Linked DNA regions of Ovis aries: region 2 is linked to region 1. A link is a contact called in public Hi-C data. All regions are on one chromosome and are shown on one strand. The core of a region is the stretch at or near the end of the contact, and the rest is flanking DNA. Distances in the headings are between cores, read along the strand shown. Region 1 overlaps PRICKLE1 (prickle planar cell polarity protein 1). Region 2 holds the start of GXYLT1 (glucoside xylosyltransferase 1).

Evidence for each region. Hi-C and Micro-C count contacts between places; a contact is called where the count stands out from the background.
Region 2: a Hi-C map of hypothalamus shows a contact between it and region 1, with 4 times the contacts expected there. The contact joins the promoter of GXYLT1 here to the enhancer-like site in region 1. A contact is called at or near these places in 4 of 16 Hi-C or Micro-C datasets (hypothalamus, liver, skin fibroblasts and 1 more).

The regions. Positions count from the first base shown.
Region 1 is chr3:144,368,040-144,371,243 of ARS-UI_Ramb_v3.0, forward strand. The region is part of intron 2 of PRICKLE1 (prickle planar cell polarity protein 1); the gene reads left to right. Among named protein-coding and RNA genes, the nearest start is that of PRICKLE1, 21 kb to the left of the region's middle. Within about 2 kb of position 1,577, at least 8 of the 54 cell types and tissues checked have an H3K27ac peak or open chromatin away from gene starts, as enhancers often do. A contact at or near this core is called in hypothalamus, where this site is marked.
Region 2 is chr3:144,830,421-144,833,686 of ARS-UI_Ramb_v3.0, forward strand. GXYLT1 (glucoside xylosyltransferase 1) reads left to right here and starts at 1,407. Exons shown (of 7, transcript XM_027967443.2): 1 at 1,407-1,684. The coding sequence starts at 1,464.

The DNA.
Region 1 (3,204 bases), core at 327-2,826:
TACTGGTCTTTTTTGTTGACTTTGAAACTCATACCAAGTTTATAAGATGGGGAAACCTAAAATTTTTGTATTTCTTTCTTTTCTGATATTGACATGTGCAAAAAATTACCTATTCTTGATGTTTATACTTACTTTTACATTTCAAATAGGCTACATTTTGCTGTACATTTTTCAGTGGCTAGATGAAGGTAGAATTTGACAGGTGATTTGAGGGGATTTGCTTTGATAAACCTAGGAAATTAAAGAGTTTATATTTGCTAAGACAGCTTTGGGGATTAAGGTTAAATTCATACAGACTATTTGCATATTACATTAAATTAGTTATTGTTGACCCTAACATGTAAATGCTTGTGAAAATAATCTCCCCAATATATAAAATAGTTGCTTCAAAATAAAGCTAAATATTTTCTTCTTTGTTTTGACTATATATTTTAAAGTTTCTATAATACGTTTCAAGAAATCACTGAATATGGAACTTAACTTATTAAGGTTGCACATTTGTATTTGGAAAGCCACTGAAATAAATATAAAGGGACTTCTTTAAAGATTTATTTTACTTATGAGTAAACTAGATGTTTTCTAGATAAACATGGGTGCCATTCATAACTGCTTAATTATAATTCTGTGAACTGTTGAAATCAAATCAGTGTCTTGATCAATTGAGCTGTCAGGTGGAATTTTATCAAAAACCCATATACTTCATTCATACTTTAGGACTCCAGTGAATTCTGTCACAAAAAAATCACCTCATACCCCATCTGGAAGGCAGCCATTTCAACGTGGAATATGACAATTGTTTAACAATGCATACTAAAACAAATAATCTATGACTCACAGAAGGAACTGTATCCAATTGAAACTTCCAGGGTAATGCAGGTAGGTGGACATAACCACCCAGGTGTCTTGAAACCATCCCAGTTCCAATTGGCTAATGAGCTCATAAAGCTGAGATCGCTTTGCTGTGTCTCCCTGGCTAGTTTGCTTGTCCATTAGCATGATTCCACCTAACATCATGCTGGGACATTGATTTCATATTGATTCACAAAGGAATACTTTGGGTCACGCAGCGACTGTCTAGTCTACAGCAGGTGTTTCTGTGGGACTCTGATTTCAGAATCTGTGCTGTTCAGCTGCTGACATAATCTTTCAGCTGTACTGGCCAGAGCAGAGTTTCACACAGAGCAGTAGTGCCACACTACTCATGTTAAATATGAACCTTGGTGGGGTTACATGTTTCCATCATCGATCCATCTGCTCTAGGGATTACATCACCACAAAAGAGTTCATTTGTCTTGTTTTGAGGGTCATGTCTGATTGCATAGGTCAGCAAAGAATAATAGATGACTGTTTTTTACTTTGCTTCATGTCTGTGCCTCACTTTTTCTCTACTGCTGCCAAGCAGGACAATAAGTTTCTGCACAGCTGGTACCATAAGAATGACATCCAAGCTGGAAAAGGTGACTGCTATCTATTGAAAACCTGAGTTAACCAGTCTGGAAAGTTAAATATAGACCCTCTCTAAACTGACTTGATCGCAGAGAATTCTGCATCCAGTAGGGAGAAAGGAGTCACTAGATGGCAGTCTTAAACAAACTTGAAATGATGTTTCCTCTCTTAAATCCATTACCTGAAAGCAGTCACTTCTGTTCCAAATGAACGTGCAAATCCAGGGGCATTATAAAGTTTAATATCCCACTATAAAATTTTGCTTTTGATATGGAAAAGTATTCCATATATAAATCTTGCTCAATCTACAGGTTAGTTATCCCAATAAACTCATTGGGATTGACAGTATCATAGCTGAAAATGCATTTAGTTCACCTACCTTGCTGGACGTGATAGCTTACCTCAGTGTACCCTAAATATGCTCAGAGCACTCACATTAGTTTGTTGTTGATGTTGATGTTGTTCAATTGCTAAGTTGTGTCCGACTCTGTGTGACCCCACGGACTGCAGCACGCCAGGCTCCTTTGTTCTCCACCATCTCCCTGAGTTTGCTCAAACATGTCCATTGGCTAGATGATGCTGTCTAACCACCTCATCCTCTGCTGCCCCCTTCCCCCTTTGCTTTCAGTCCTTCCCAGTGTTAGGGTCTTTTCCAGTGATTCCTCTCTTCACATCAGGTGGCCAAAGTATCAGAGCTTCAGCTTCAGCATCAGTCCTTTTAGTAAATATTTAGGTTTGATTTCCTTTAGGACTGACTGGTTTGATCTCCTCACTGTCCAAGGGACTCTCAAGAGTCCTCTAGCACCGCAATTTGAAAGCATCAGTTCTTTAGCACTCATCCTTCATTATGGACCAACTCACATCCATACAGGATTGCTTATAAAACCATAGCTTTCACTACATGAACCTTTATCAGCAAAGTGATTTCTCTGTTTTTCAATACGCAGTCTAGGTTTATCATAGCTTTCCTTCCAAGTGTCTTTTAATTTCATGGCTGCAGTCACTGTCTGAAGTGATTTTGGAGCCCAAGCAAATAAAATCTCTCACTGCTTTCATTTTTCCCCTTCTGTTTGCCACGAAGTAATGGGACCGAATGCCATGAGCATTACAATAGTTTTGAAAATGCACACAGTAGAGTAAAATTGCTTCCCTAGGCTAAGATGAGCTTCTTGAAAATACTCCTTAACTGTCATTTCACTTTTTCTGTAAGTATATTTTCCACCTTACTCTGTTGTAAGGTTAGTAGTATTAGGTTGATGGAAAAACAATAGCAGTTTCTGACCCTGAGTTTTAAATCATTATAACTAGGCTCAAACACATCTTTATTAGTCAAAATAGGAACCATTACAATCAATACATTTTTCCCAACGAGAAATAAGTTTATTTATTTCTGTAGCATAAAAATCCGTGCTTCAGAATTGAACAAACTCTTAGAAAGCGTTTTCTACATACTGCTGATTGTGGAAGCCTTTTTCCTGCAAAAAGTTGTCAAGAAGCTTGAAAAAATGGTAGCCAGTTGGCAAGAGGTCAGATGAATATGGTGGGTAACGCAAAATATTTATGTGTAGTCACGCATTGTCGTGGAGAATAATTGGGCCTTTTCTGTTGACCAGTGCTGGCTGCAGGCCCTGCAGTTTTCCATGCATCTCATCAATTTGCTGAGCATACTTCTCAGATGTAATGGTTTTGCCAGAATTCAGAAAGCTGTAGTGGATCAGATGGGCAGCAGATCACCTGTGGCCATGACCTTTTTTTTGG
Region 2 (3,266 bases), core at 157-2,656, 460 kb after region 1:
ATATTCTGCAAAGTCATCACTACCATAAGTCTAGTTATCAACCATCACCATACAATTGACTCCCTTCATCTATTTGCCTATCCCCTGCGAGAATTTACTTAAAAGGGAATTGGTTAGTGGTTACCTCATACCGATTTTGGGGACTTAAATATTTAAGTTATGCTTATTATTTTCAGATGTATAGGCAAGAAGTGACCCAGATCAAGTTAAACTCTTATCCTGCAAAATATGCTAAATTAAGCTTTGCTTGTATGACCGGTTTTGTCTGGTCAAGGAATTTTCAAGTCTGGTCTCTGTTTCATTTTGACATTATGAAGTATCTCCTGACCCTGCCCGTAGGTTGGAGAAGGAAATGGTAACCCACTCCAGTATTCTTGCCTGGAGAATTCCATGTACGGAGAAGCCTGGTAGGCTACAGTCCACGGGGTCGCAAAGAGTCGGATACGACTGAGCGACTTCACCTTCACCTATTCTAACGTCTGTATGGTTGTATTGCACTTACAAATATTCACTGTCCCACCCCCATGCCCCAACTAGGGGTTTTTGTGCCCCAAGATACTCACAGTGCTTGGCACAAAGTGATGATCTATAAATGTTCAGTAAATGAATGGCGTGAAAATAGGGCTGAAGAAGAGGGAGAAGAACTGGAAAGCTCTCTTTAGGGAGATATTATTGCAAATGGTGAGTTGTGAGCTGGTTCATAAAGGAGTAAAAGCTTGGAGCTTAGAGTTACAGGAACTTACAACCTCGATGGGAGGCGGAATATGCATCCTCAACAGCATCAGGCATCTGCATTTGATATCTGCGTGAGAACGGCTCGAACCAACTCTATTACAGAATACGAGAGGCTAGGGAAGTCACTGCTGGATGAGGTTGGAGCGGAAAAGCGGCTTAATCAAGTGCCTTCTAAATACAAGGCGTTTTTCGTGCGTTAAGCAATTTAATCTTTATCACCATTCTATGATGAGGATATCATCTCCATTTCAGAGACAAAGACACCCGCTCAGAGAATTTAGGTCGCTCAGCGTCCCAAACTACCGTGTGGCAGAACCATAATTTGAAATTGGGTCAGTTGCCTCCAACGCCCCGCTCCTTTCGCCACACTTCTGCAGCGCAGTTGGGAGTTGCAGGGCTTGGGAGTCGCTCGCCCGGCAGTCCCCAGCTCCCAGAGCTCCGGACACCCCGGCCCACCAGGCGCGCCCCGCCCTCGCGCTCAGTGCGCCGGCGCGTCGGGCCGCCAGCCCTCAGGGAGGGGCCCGCGGCGGAGGCGGGGTCAGGACGCCGGGGCGGGGTGTCGGCGCGCTGGTGAAGGTGGTGGGAAGGGAGCGGAGTGGGGCGGGTGCGAGGCCGTGGCGGAGGAGGAACTTGTTGCGCTCGCGGCTGCGCGGTGCCGCTCCCTCGGTTCCAGTTCGCCCGGGCGGGCGCGGTGACGGCGGCGGCGGCAGCAGCGCTGGGCCAGCGCGATGCGGCGCTACCTGCGCGTCGTGGTGCTGTGCCTGGCCTGCGGCTTCTGCTCGCTTCTCTACGCCTTCAGCCAGCTCGCCGTGTCCCTGGAGGAAGGAGCGGGCGGCGTTGGCGGGAAGCCGCAGGCCGCAGCGGCTTCCTGGCTTGGGGGCGATGGACGCGGAGCCGGGAGAGGGGTGGGCAGCTCGGGCTCTGCGGCGCATCACGGCCGGTCAGACAGGTACGGGCCGTTCTGTCTTGGGGGGCCGGGGGTACGGCGGCACGGGGCTGGGGACTCGGCCTGGCCCGGGCTGCCAGCGAGTCCGCCTAGCGCCTCTCGCCGCCGGGCCCGCATCTCCCGCTCCTTTGCAGCCGACTCTGACCCTCTTGCTCGTTTCCCTCCTCTTCACCCCAGGGGTGAGCTCCGTGCTGCTCTAGCCCGAGAGCACACCACGCGTTTTGCGTTTGTCTTCTAACCTGTTCCTTAGGCACAAATTCAGAGCAGTTAGAAATTAATTTTCAACTCTTGACAGTTGTGTCTTCCTTTTCTTTCTTTCTTAGGATTTGTCGAAAATAAGGGGGGTCCTACAAAAACCTTCTTGCTTGCTGACTAGTGGGAATTCCCTCGTTTCCATGGCGTTCCAGTTGAGATATTTAAACAGCCGCCTGGCGCCCTGGTTCAGCTTTCCGCCTCCCTCCTAAATGAGGCGTCTAAATTTCCTGTTAACGCTTAAATTTTTCATCATTAGCCGATCAGCTAAATCTGGAGAGAGCATTTTCTGCTGATTGTGAGTTTTTCTTTAGGAAACAATCGATCTATTGTGAAACTTAGAGCAAGTTAAGAAAAATAAGCGATACTTAACATACGTCTTTTGTGAGTTGGGATAGAGGTGTCTTTCTTTAAAAAAAGGAATTTAAAAAGCACAGTGACTTAAGTGGATTTACGCAAATCACTGTCAGAGTTGGAATCAGTACGAGGTTTAAATGGAAAAAAGAATGCAACGCATTACGAATGCTTAACAAAATCTGAGCGTTCCCACTTCCTTGAAAAAGAGGCTCCTCCATTTGTGGGCAACTCTTACTCCGAGTACTCTTTTAGTAAGAGGCAAAGGCTGCTTTGATCGGATAAAATATCGGATTGGTAGGGGGAGGGAGCGCAGGCCAGCTATAGACTGTTGAAGGTTCTTCTCAAAAGTTGATGGCCATTCCTAAAATGAAAAGGAACGTTTAGGCAGAGGAGCAGCACGGAAAAGCCGGACTGTCGTGTTTTCACCCTGTGACTTGATTACAAGGGCTCTGTTCATAAAAGCAGAACTACTTTCCAGAGCCAGGTTTGTCACTGCCATTATCTGTCCTGGGAGAGGCAGTGACCGAAGATCCGGACGACTCATGAAAAGCTGGTCGAAGTCTGTTTTGTTCCTGTGAAGCATTTAAAGTTAAGGGAAGGAAACTGTTTTTGTATTGGGGAGAATTGAAAAGAAGAAACATTTTTGTCAAAACATTGAATGAAATTGAACTATGATATTAGCATTTCAATTTGATAGAATAACATGCATTTTTAGTGCCTTGTCTGAGATACTTAAATATTCTGTGACGAATTTTTATAAACTGTATTTGCTTGGCTAGCTAATTTTAACAGAATTGTGTTATTTGAAATTCAGAAAATAAGCGCTTCGGTTTTAAAAGATATTTTATAGACCCATTACTGACATCTGAAGTTTGATGTGTCAGAACCAACTAAAAGCTTTGTATTATAAGTCCTCTGAGCAGCATAACTCCTCAATTTAAATGAGGCATATATTTGAGTTAAAACTGAAGGTGTA